3 separate regions of the Sus scrofa genome follow, and all the other regions are linked to region 1. The links are chromatin contacts, called in public Hi-C and HiChIP or PLAC-seq maps. All regions are on one chromosome and are shown on one strand. The core of a region is the stretch at or near the end of the contact, and the rest is flanking DNA. Distances in the headings are between cores, read along the strand shown.

The links. A called contact is a pair of places that touch in the nucleus more often than the background predicts. HiChIP or PLAC-seq counts read pairs in DNA pulled down with a chosen protein or histone mark.
Region 2: a contact with region 1 is called in a Hi-C map of embryonic fibroblasts, with 2.3 times the contacts expected there. The contact joins the enhancer-like site here to the promoter of RNASEL in region 1. A contact is called at or near these places in 1 of 5 promoter capture datasets (liver), 2 of 47 Hi-C or Micro-C datasets (embryonic fibroblasts and skeletal muscle) and 1 of 2 datasets of contacts at active chromatin or transcription factors (alveolar macrophages).
Region 3: an H3K27ac HiChIP or PLAC-seq map of alveolar macrophages shows a contact between it and region 1. The contact joins the enhancer-like site here to the promoter of RNASEL in region 1. A contact is called at or near these places in 2 of 5 promoter capture datasets (fetal skeletal muscle and liver), 9 of 47 Hi-C or Micro-C datasets (embryonic fibroblasts, epiblast stem cells, fetal skeletal muscle and 6 more) and 2 of 2 datasets of contacts at active chromatin or transcription factors (alveolar macrophages and skeletal muscle).

Annotation. Positions count from the first base shown.
Region 1 is chr9:123,908,903-123,912,057 of Sscrofa11.1, forward strand. RNASEL (ribonuclease L) reads right to left here and starts at 1,484. Exons shown (of 7, transcript NM_001097512.1): 1 at 1,446-1,484. All of the region lies in intron 2 of LOC110255523 (a long non-coding RNA gene), which reads left to right.
Region 2 is chr9:123,579,600-123,582,748 of Sscrofa11.1, forward strand. The region is part of intron 9 of ZNF648 (a long non-coding RNA gene); the gene reads right to left. Among named protein-coding and RNA genes, the nearest start is that of ZNF648, 130 kb to the right of the region's middle. Within about 2 kb of position 1,637, at least 44 of the 83 cell types and tissues checked have an H3K27ac peak or open chromatin away from gene starts, as enhancers often do. A contact at or near this core is called in alveolar macrophages, embryonic fibroblasts, liver and 1 more, where this site is marked.
Region 3 is chr9:123,521,111-123,524,268 of Sscrofa11.1, forward strand. All of the region lies in intron 10 of ZNF648 (a long non-coding RNA gene), which reads right to left. Among named protein-coding and RNA genes, the nearest start is that of ZNF648, 180 kb to the right of the region's middle. Within about 2 kb of position 1,446, at least 7 of the 83 cell types and tissues checked have an H3K27ac peak or open chromatin away from gene starts, as enhancers often do. A contact at or near this core is called in alveolar macrophages, omental adipose tissue and retroperitoneal adipose tissue, where this site is marked.

The sequences.
Region 1 (3,155 bases), core at 234-2,733:
GTTCCCGTCGTGGCGCAGTGGTTAACGAATCCAACTAGGAACCATGAGGTTTCGGGTTCGGTCCCTGCCCTTGCTCAGTGGGTTAAGGATTCGGCGTTGTCGTGAGCTGTGGTGTAGGTTGCAGACGCGGCTCGGATCCAGTGTTGCTGTGGCTCTGGTGTAGACCGGTGGCTGCAGCTCCGATTCAACCCCTAGCCTGGGAACCTCCATATGCCGCGGGAGCAGCCCAAGAAATAGCAAAAAAAGACAAAAAAAAAAAAAAAAAAAAAAAAAAAAAAAGAAGAAATAGATGGCCTCTTGAAAACACCAGAACCCTCATTTAATGAGACAAAATGTGTCTTCTGTCAATTTGCATTTCTGGTTGCCATTGCTCGGTGTGTCTCTGACTCTCTGCGGATGTGCTTTCCTATTTTAAGGTAGTATAGGATAGGAGTTCCCTAGTGGCCCGGCAGTTAAGGATTCGGTGTTGTTACTGCTGTGGTGCAGGTTCAGTCCCTGGCCTGAGAACTTGCACAGCTGCAGGTGTGGCTGAAAAAAATTAAGTCATGCAGGGTAGGGGAAAGAGCTAGGCTCTGACCTCAGCAAGATCTACATTTGAGCCCCTGGTTGTCTGACTACTAGACTCTTACTTCCTAATTGTATAACCTTAGATTATTGAGTCTCAATTTTCTGTTTCCTCAAATGTGGCAACGATAAATAAAGTCCCCCCTAGAAAGTGTATTAAAGTAGGGAGGGGGAAATATTAGGCATCCGATAAATGGTAGAGCTAATGATGTCCCCTTATAAAAAGGTTAATAAATCCACCCTCCCCACCCATGTGCATATACCTGCTACACAAATAGGAATCTGGGGTGTTTGTTTTTAGTCCAGCTGCCCTCAGTCACATCAGAGCAATTTAGAACCAGTTCAAATATCAGACAGCAGCAAACTGTTACTTACATATTTAGCGAACTGCATCGGCTACAAAATTCACAAGGCCACCACTTTTCAGCCATCTCACCCCTCTGACATTCTCAAAACTCCCACCTGGGAGAGCCGATCGATCGGATGGGCAGCGTAAGCACAAACACCCGGCAGTGACACCTCTGCTTGTGTAGACAGTTCTGGTGAGGATGGGTGTTGAGGTGGGCTGGAGTAAGTAAAGGAGCAGAGGAGGAAGAAACTCAAAGAAAGCGAGAGCAGAGAACAGAAACAGCTCAGCGAAAGGGCTGCAAGGGGAGAGTCTCGATTTCACTTTCATTTTCTCCAAGTACCAGAGATGCCCGACAAACCAAGCCCACTTGAAAGAAGACTGTGTGGATAGTGACAGAAACCCTGGAATGCTCCCGGGGGTGCAGGTCCTCCGGAGCTGTGTGTCCTTCCTTCCGCCCAGCCCACCCTCGGGAATCGTTCAAAGAAAACACCTTCTCAGGCTTTTCCGGCTCTCTTCCTTCTGCGCACCTTACCTTTTAAATGCAGCCGCCTCCTCCCTCTGGCAGCACTTCATCGTCAAATCCTCTTGCCAGCGGGCAAACAGCGCCTCCTGAGGAAGTCCCTGAGCCAGTGGGCGGGGCCAAAAAAATGTGGAAGGAGGAGGGAGGGCACACTGCACATGCCCACACCCAGGCAGAGGTGGTGGCACCTTTAAACCCCCTAGAGGAAAGGGATGGCTCTTCCCTGGCAGCTGGGCGCTGACTTGACGTCCAGGATCCTGCTGCTCAGCCTTGAGCCTTTCAGGTCCCAGCATCCAGCTCCATCCCAACCATGTTTTCCCAAATCCCTGTCTTTTTGAAGGAGTGAATAGTACCTGCTACCGGAAAAGAAGAATGATGACGATGATGGTGATGGTAGCAGACATTTACATAGCTCTTGCGTGTGCTCAAGTAACTGTTCTGAGCCCTTTATATATATTAAATCACAAAATCTAATCCTTATGAGGTAGCTACTATTTTTGACCCCATTGTACAGATGAGGAAACTGAGGCACGAAATGATTAACTTCCCTTGTTCTAGAGATTCGGGCTGCATCACTGGACAGCATAGAGGAAAATGCCCACCCTCATTCTTATGGGAGAAGCCAGACAACATAAGTATATATAATATGCTTTGTGGTGAAAATGCTGCAGAGAATAATTAGTAGTAATTAATAAGGAGGGTTGGAAATACCAGGATGAGGATTTGCAGTGAAGGGAACTATTTTATAAATAATGAAGATTCAAACTCCACTGTCTAGCACCTGACTAACTTACATCTCTCACCCTTTGGCTCCTTCCTCAATTATTTACGTTTTAAACCTTTCTTTTCCTCATAAAGCAATTTGAATAACCAGGCGAGTTTAAAGGATTTGGGAGCCTGACCTGATGTAGCCACAGGGGGGCAGCAGAGGGTGAGGATGGGCCAGAGCCTTTCAGTGCCACAAGGAAGCAACAGCACTGATTCAGAAATAGCACCAGCTGGCCTGAATTAATGGCTTGACCTTCTGCTTTCTTATCTGGAATTCTGGAGTGCATCTTACATCAGATGAAATATAGCATGGAAACATCTGTACTATACCTGAAAAAGTAGACCTGGAATCCTGGCTTTGAATCACGACTCTTCCATTGTTTTCAAAAAGTCAAATAGTTATCGACTGATGCCTCCTGAGTCCAAGGCCCTGTGCTAAGTACCTGGAATCAGATCATAAGAATAGATAATATTCATGGGACGTTAGTGTGGTGCTAAACACTTTTATTTCATCCCCTGTTCCCTAGGCAGGGTGCATTCTTATTGTCCTCATTTACAGATGAGGGACCCAAGCCTTGGAGAGGCTTATTAACTTCCCAAGGCCATACAGCGAGTGAGCCAGGAGTCCAACCCCAATATTCCTGCTCCACAGCTCCTGCTCTGAATCGCTTTACTGTGGTCTGTTCTGTCCCATCTTATCAGATAATACGGCTCCTGATCTTGAAAGAGAGCGGTTTAGGGAAAGAAAAAGCGCTGTGGAGAGAGAAGTAGTGCTTCCAGTTCGCACGTGAGGCAATCAAGGTAAGAATGGTGTCCCAGAATCACGGAAGTGGCAGAGATTAATTCTCTGCAGTGGACGTCTGGGAAGGCTTCACTTGAGGAAGTGAGGGTTTGCTGGATTTTCAGGAGTTCTTTTGAGGAGGATATGTTCCTTCTCAGCCCCCAACCCCCAAT
Region 2 (3,149 bases), core at 387-2,886, 330 kb before region 1:
CTATCCTTGGCCTGACCCTGCCTTTTTGGTTCTGACCTTGCCTGTCCTGGTTTGCAGTGGACATGCACCCAGCACAGTGCATCTGTGACTGCCAGTCTGAACAAACTCCCCTGGCCTCCAGGTTCATTGACTATAAGGCTGATTTTTCCACTGTGATTGGTCAGGCTTCATGGATCGAATCAGACATCAGACCAAGCCTTTTGGTCAAAATCTGAGCAAAGTCTCTCACCTGTATTCTCAGAGAGGGCTTCTAGGTTGGCAGGGAACTCACCCTGGGACTGGACAGAGCTGCTGTCCCCAGTCTCAGTGCCCAGACTTAGATGTTAATTTAGTATTGTTGGGAGGGACAAATTTGGATGAGATACAACCTTGTACCACTCACACGGAGTAAAAACAAACACCCAGAAATATGTCCATGTCCCAAAGACTTGGAGGAAGAGGGAGCAAAGCATGTCCTAGACAAATGAAAAATATTCAAATGAAAAAGTTTGTCCACTAGCAAAATTATAAGGATCAAGAACTCCCTGATTTGGAACTCTACGAAAATAACACTAGAAGTGACTTAGTGAGATGAAGCAGCAGAGAACTGGCAAAGACTATGAAAACCTGGAGTGACAATAACATGGAGATAAACGGCGCAGTGAAAGAACAGGTGGACCTCACAAAACCGAGGTGGTGACATTCATTTAGCGGCTATAAAACAGCAATTCCCAGCCAAGTCGGCCATGGACTAGCCGCCAAGAGCCACCAGGTGGCGCTAGAGTAGAGAACTTCAGCGGTGGCTCAGCGATTACCAGGATTCCCCCCAAGGGAAGCGGGGCTTTGAGAGGCGGCGGGTCCAGCAGTTCCATGGATGAGGGCCCAGAGAGGAAGATGTGAAGACACCCTTCGGTCCTCAACACTCCTGAATGTCCTTGCCTGAGCTGGAAGCTAAAGGGGGGCGGGCTCTACTGGTTTCCTACTGACAAGATTCCCAGTGGGCCTCTAGTTGCTATTTCAAACAAATTGCACTGGGCAACCGTAGGGTTTGGGTCACCTGGCAAAAAACAGCTCTTTACTTCCCACTTTTCAATTCAGCGAGAATTCCATACTGTGATCCCAAACTCGATGAAATATATAAAAGGAGCCTAGCACAGTGCCCTGCTCCCAGTAAACGCCCAATGAACGTTGGTTCTCTTACACAAGCCCTGTTGGACAGTCTGATCCCCAGTCTCACACCGGGGTGCTCCTGGCCCCATAAACCCTGCAGCCCCTCTCTGGCCAGAGACCCTTTTGTCCTAGCGCCTTCGTTGTTCCAGATTTCTCACTGTGAGGCCTGGGCAGCTGCCAGGGGCCACCCGGGGAGCAGGAATCAGCTCACAGAGCTCTCCGCAGGCGTTTGGACCCCCTCCCCGCGAGCTCTCTGGCCCCAGCCCACACCCAGCCTCCAGCCCTACTGCCCTGCACGCTCCGGGCCCCCTGGCCCCCCTGCTCCAACAATGTGTTTCTAATCTGCCCGGGAACAGTCACCACGCGAGGTTTTCCTGCCCAGTGTAATCAGTTTCGCCTCTGGGCCTCGGCGTCCTGGGGTGTGTAACCCAGAGGCTTGCACGGAGGTGATCAGATTGCAGGAACAGTATGTTTTCCTCCCTGCCTCCGCTTGTTTTCTTCAGGGGCAAGGGCCAGCCAGCTGAGCTGTCTTTCTCTTGCTCCACTCCTCACCCTCCACCCTCCCGCACACGTGCTCTGCCTTCCGTGGGTGCCGAGAGGGAAAATGCGCGCACCCCGGCACGGGGCGCGTGCGCAGCCCCCTCGGAGGAGGTAGGAGTTGCAGTTTCCTAGGGAAGGCAAGATTGCTGCGGCTTGTGGGAGCGAGGAGGAGGAAGGCAGGACAGGAATTTGTGCAGACCAGTTCTGGCCAGATCTCTTTAAATGTTTTGTTCTTGCTTTGCTGCTGCTATCGCCTTTTTTTTTTTTTTTTTTTTTTCCCTCCCCTTCCCTATGCTGAGCTGTCATTTCTTCAGCCAGCCAGGCCCATATGAACTTCTGGTTCCTCTAGGCAGTAAACACCCTAGTTTCCCAGGCCACACCATTGCTCCCTTTTCTTGTTTTCTTCCAATATGCAACTTTGAAAAATGAGAAAAGTGGCAATGTCACTGATAAGGGCAGGGTTTAAATACAAGAACAATTAAATACAATGTTTAATGAATCTGATAGCGTCTCCAGTTTTTTTTTTTTTTTTTTTTTCCTCCTTTCTTGTTCTTGGCAGCATTCAATCAGAAATCAGCAGTGGGGCAATACCTAAAAAATAGTCACCCTTTTAGAGCAGTATTAAATGTTTTCAATAAAAATATGCAATAGTTCATCATAAAAACATGAGCATGTTTTTGTCTAAAAGAGGTCAGAATTCCTTCTGGCCACATTAAATTTTCCACAGGAGTTGGTAACAAGGTGACTAGGAATGGGAGACAGTGAGCCTGGCCTCCCAAAGTATCACGAGGTCCGCTGGGGTGAGTTTGCCTGTGGGACCCCAGCCTCGGCCTGATGTCATCTGCTGCTTGGACTTGCAGGCACCTGTCGGCTCGCTAACCAGAGATGGCTTGTTAGTGCTCGGCAAGCTTCAGGGCCCCCTTTGGACCACACCATGCACACCGGTGATACTTGGAATGCTTCGTCATTTTGCTGGAAGCAGCTTTTCTACTTAAAGCAATTTGCTTCAGAAGAAAACTGCATAGTTTCACTTTAAGGGCAAAATCCAGATCGCATCCACACATGAAAAGAAAGCATAAAAATAGAGAAATGACCACATGGAGTCATGAAAACTGAACAAGGTTATTTTGAACACCTTTCCAGGAGCAGGATAGCTCATCAACATGTGCAAATAAATTCCTCTTGGAGAAAAATAAGTTTCTAATCTTCCTGTTAAAAGGGGGTATCTGGTTCAATGTCCTAGGTTTTTAAGGATAATGAGGAGCTGCATCTTTTAGAGGTAGTTGGTAGACGAAGCAGCATGACTGCCTGGGTCTGAGTCCCAGCTCTGCATTTAGGGGCTGGCAGACCACCGAAGGTCAGATTCTCCACACCCATACATAACCTTAGTTCTGTGTTTGTCCAAAAGGACTAATAATAGCACCCATTTCAGAGATGTTTCTGACGACTGCATGTGTTAG
Region 3 (3,158 bases), core at 196-2,695, 390 kb before region 1:
CCTTCGGACATGCTAAGGATTTGGGCTCCCTCCTGGGGATCATGGGAGTCCACTAAAGGATGATTGTTTTGTCTTTCAAAGGCATGCAGTTCTTTCCTGAAGCATTAGGAGCAGAAGCAGACCATGCTTGCACTTGGCCCCCATGATGTTTGGCCCCAGAAGGAGTGCAGAGCTGGCACTGGGGAGCCAGAGGACCCCAACCTTCTGGGGCACAAAACAAGGCCAGAGGAGAATATTTGGCTCCAATCCTGGAGCCACGAGAGCTACAGAATGTCCTGGACTACTGGCCTCCCACCCACGACCCAGATGGTTTGATTCACCCACCTTACGACAGGTACACCTTCTCCATTTGATTCTCGTGCCATGTCTCGACCTTCGTTGTACCTGTTATCAGTAGAATCTGCTACAGACCCTGCTGTGCAGGAACAGTGAGTTCCTTTGTTTTCTTTGTGGTTTGAAGGCCTATTTCTCTACTTCTGGGTCTATGTCGAGATCGCCGAGTCCTTCACAGGCCCAGAGGTCCTTGGACTTTGTCTCCACGGGTTGCCATGGAGACAGCCAGGGCCCATAGCTGCCTCTCTGCCGTTCTCAGGACCTGGAAGCTCTTTGCAAAGCTGGGAGGGCAGCACGTCCTGGCACGGCAGCCACTTCCCTCTGGGGCCTTGATACGCCCCTGGGGCCCTGTGGGGCCAGGTGCCAGGTTGGGAGTGGTGAGTTGGAGCCCTGGCCCCACGTGGGCCAGACCTCTGCAGAGGGAAGAAGCCCTCCCTGCCTTCTGCTTCCCCTGGTTACTCGGCCCGTTCTTTCAAACCCAGGCTTCTCTCTTGTACTTTTATAATAGCCCTGGAGGCCTCTAAAACCCAGAATCTAGTTTGAGCAACTGAAAACTGGTTTCCCTTTCTCATAATCCTTACATCTGCTCAGAAATTGAGGGGAAATGTTTGCATTTCATCCTCTGGCGGGTAGCCAAGAAATGGATTAAAAGGAAAACCATTCCGTTTCCATATTCCAGCAGCCGGAATGTCTTGCTAGTCCTGTTGCCTGAAATCTCCTCTCCCATCTTTCACCTGCCTGACTCCCACTTAACCTCAGCTCAGATGGAAATTATCCATATTGCTGAATCCGAATCGCCCTCCCTTCTCACTCCCCTGCACTACTTCCCTCGGTGTGGCCAGCCCACACCTGGCTGGGGTCAAATGTGTGATAAACTGAACCGAATCCAGGGCAAGATCTGCTTGTTGACTGGCAGGTGCCCAAGAAAGATGGGTTTAAACGAGAGGCTCCAGGAAAGGCACAGGACTGGGGGGACACTGCAGTTCTCAGAACTGGGCATTCGAAGGCAGAACGGGAAAGGGAGGGCTGGGCCACGCCCCCTGAATCCCACCTCCACTTACACCAGGCAGCTGACGATGGGAGACGTTTCTAGGATGTACCAGCAGGTGGCAGCATTGCCCCTCAGATGAAGGGCTCCCTCGGCAAGATAAGCTAGAACAGCTTCCTGCTGTGGGAGGCAGCCCCCCAGGTCCCCTTCTTCAGGCCCCAGTCTGAGGGTGATTTGAGGCACAGACAAGGCCTGTGCTCTATATGAAGTAGGGATCTGTAACCATTTGTGGATCCAATTTTTTTTTAATTCTAAGCCTAGATCTAGAGGTAGATCCACAGGCCTCAGCCAGAACCACTGACTCAGAAGCTCCTGGGTGGTCTCTGGGAAGCCCCAGGTGATTTTGATACAAGCAGGTCAAATTCTCATTTGTGTGATTAGATTCTGAAGGCCAGCCTTTCAGGCACCAAATTGACTTTATCCATAGGAAAACCTAGCACAGCTCAGCCCACAGCCCCCACCTGCTCCTCTGCCCAGAGGCACAGAACTTCAAGGGCAAGGCTGAGCAGGTGGCTCCAGGCATCGGTAGGAGTGGGCTGCTGGTTGCAAAGATAGCAGTGCCCTCCCGCACAACCTCGCGCTCCCATAGCTCCCTCATCTCTCCTTGTTCTTTTTTTTTTTTTTTTTTTTTTTTTTTGTCTTTGTCTTTTTGCCATTTCTTAGGCCGCTCTCGAGGCATATGGAGGTTCGCAGGCTAGGGGTCGAATCGGAGCCATAGCCATTGGCCTACGCCAGAGCCACAGCAACATGGGATCCAAACCGCATCTGCAACCTACACCACAGCTCACGGCAATGCCAGATCCTTGACCCACTGAGCAAGGCCAGGGATTGAATGCGTAACCTCATGGTTCCTAGTCGGATTCGTTAACCACTGAGCCACGACGGGAACTCCTCACCTTGTTCTTACACAGGCCTTAGCTCTGTCTGCAGCCAGAACACAACCCACCCACCTCCAGCTGAGCTTTAACCCCAGGACTCACTGATGGGTCTGCTGAAGGAAGCGGTCTCGTGGCCAACTCCGCCACCTCTCAAGCAGGTGGCATTTCCAGCAGCACCCCATGAAATTATGCTGTGGTGTTGGGGAGGGGGGCAAGTTGGCAGGGCTACCCACATGTGGAAAATCTGGGGTAGGGTGGACCCAGCTCACCCCTGGAAAGGAACTTTGAGCACAAAACCAGAGAGAGGGCCAGAGAGGATGTGCCATCTGGGCAGACACAGGACCCCCGAACCCAGTCCTTGAGCTTGTGGTAGGGTCATGCTTGACACCAGCCCAGCAAAGCCACGTCCTAAAACCAAAGAGGGAGCAGTCCGAGAGGCAGGATCGCTGTCTTCGGGGAGCAGAGGACTTCTGTGTGCTCCAGCCCCTCCCCACCTCCCTGCCCCAAGGATCTCATGGCCGGACGTTGCAGGCTTCTCCCCTTCAGTGAAAAGTTTGGGGTCTTTGCTTAATGAGGTCAGGATATTTGGCGCAGACAGCAGGCAGGATGGAGAAGGAGGGGCCACAGGGTGGGTAAAGCCTTGCTCTCTGCCTTTTTTGGCTCCAACCTGACTGCATCACCCCACTTCATGCTTCCTTCTGAGTTTGCCTACGACAAGGAAAGCTTCCACCAGGAAATCCCCTCTCAGCCACCCCATGGGCCCCGGTGAGTGGGTGTAGGTGCCACGGACAGGGTGGGGAGTGGCAAGCCCATGACACGGCTGGTGCCCCACCCTCCCCACGTCTCTCACAGCCTCACCCCTGTTGTCTGGAAAAGGAGCATCTCAAGAACAGAGCCGC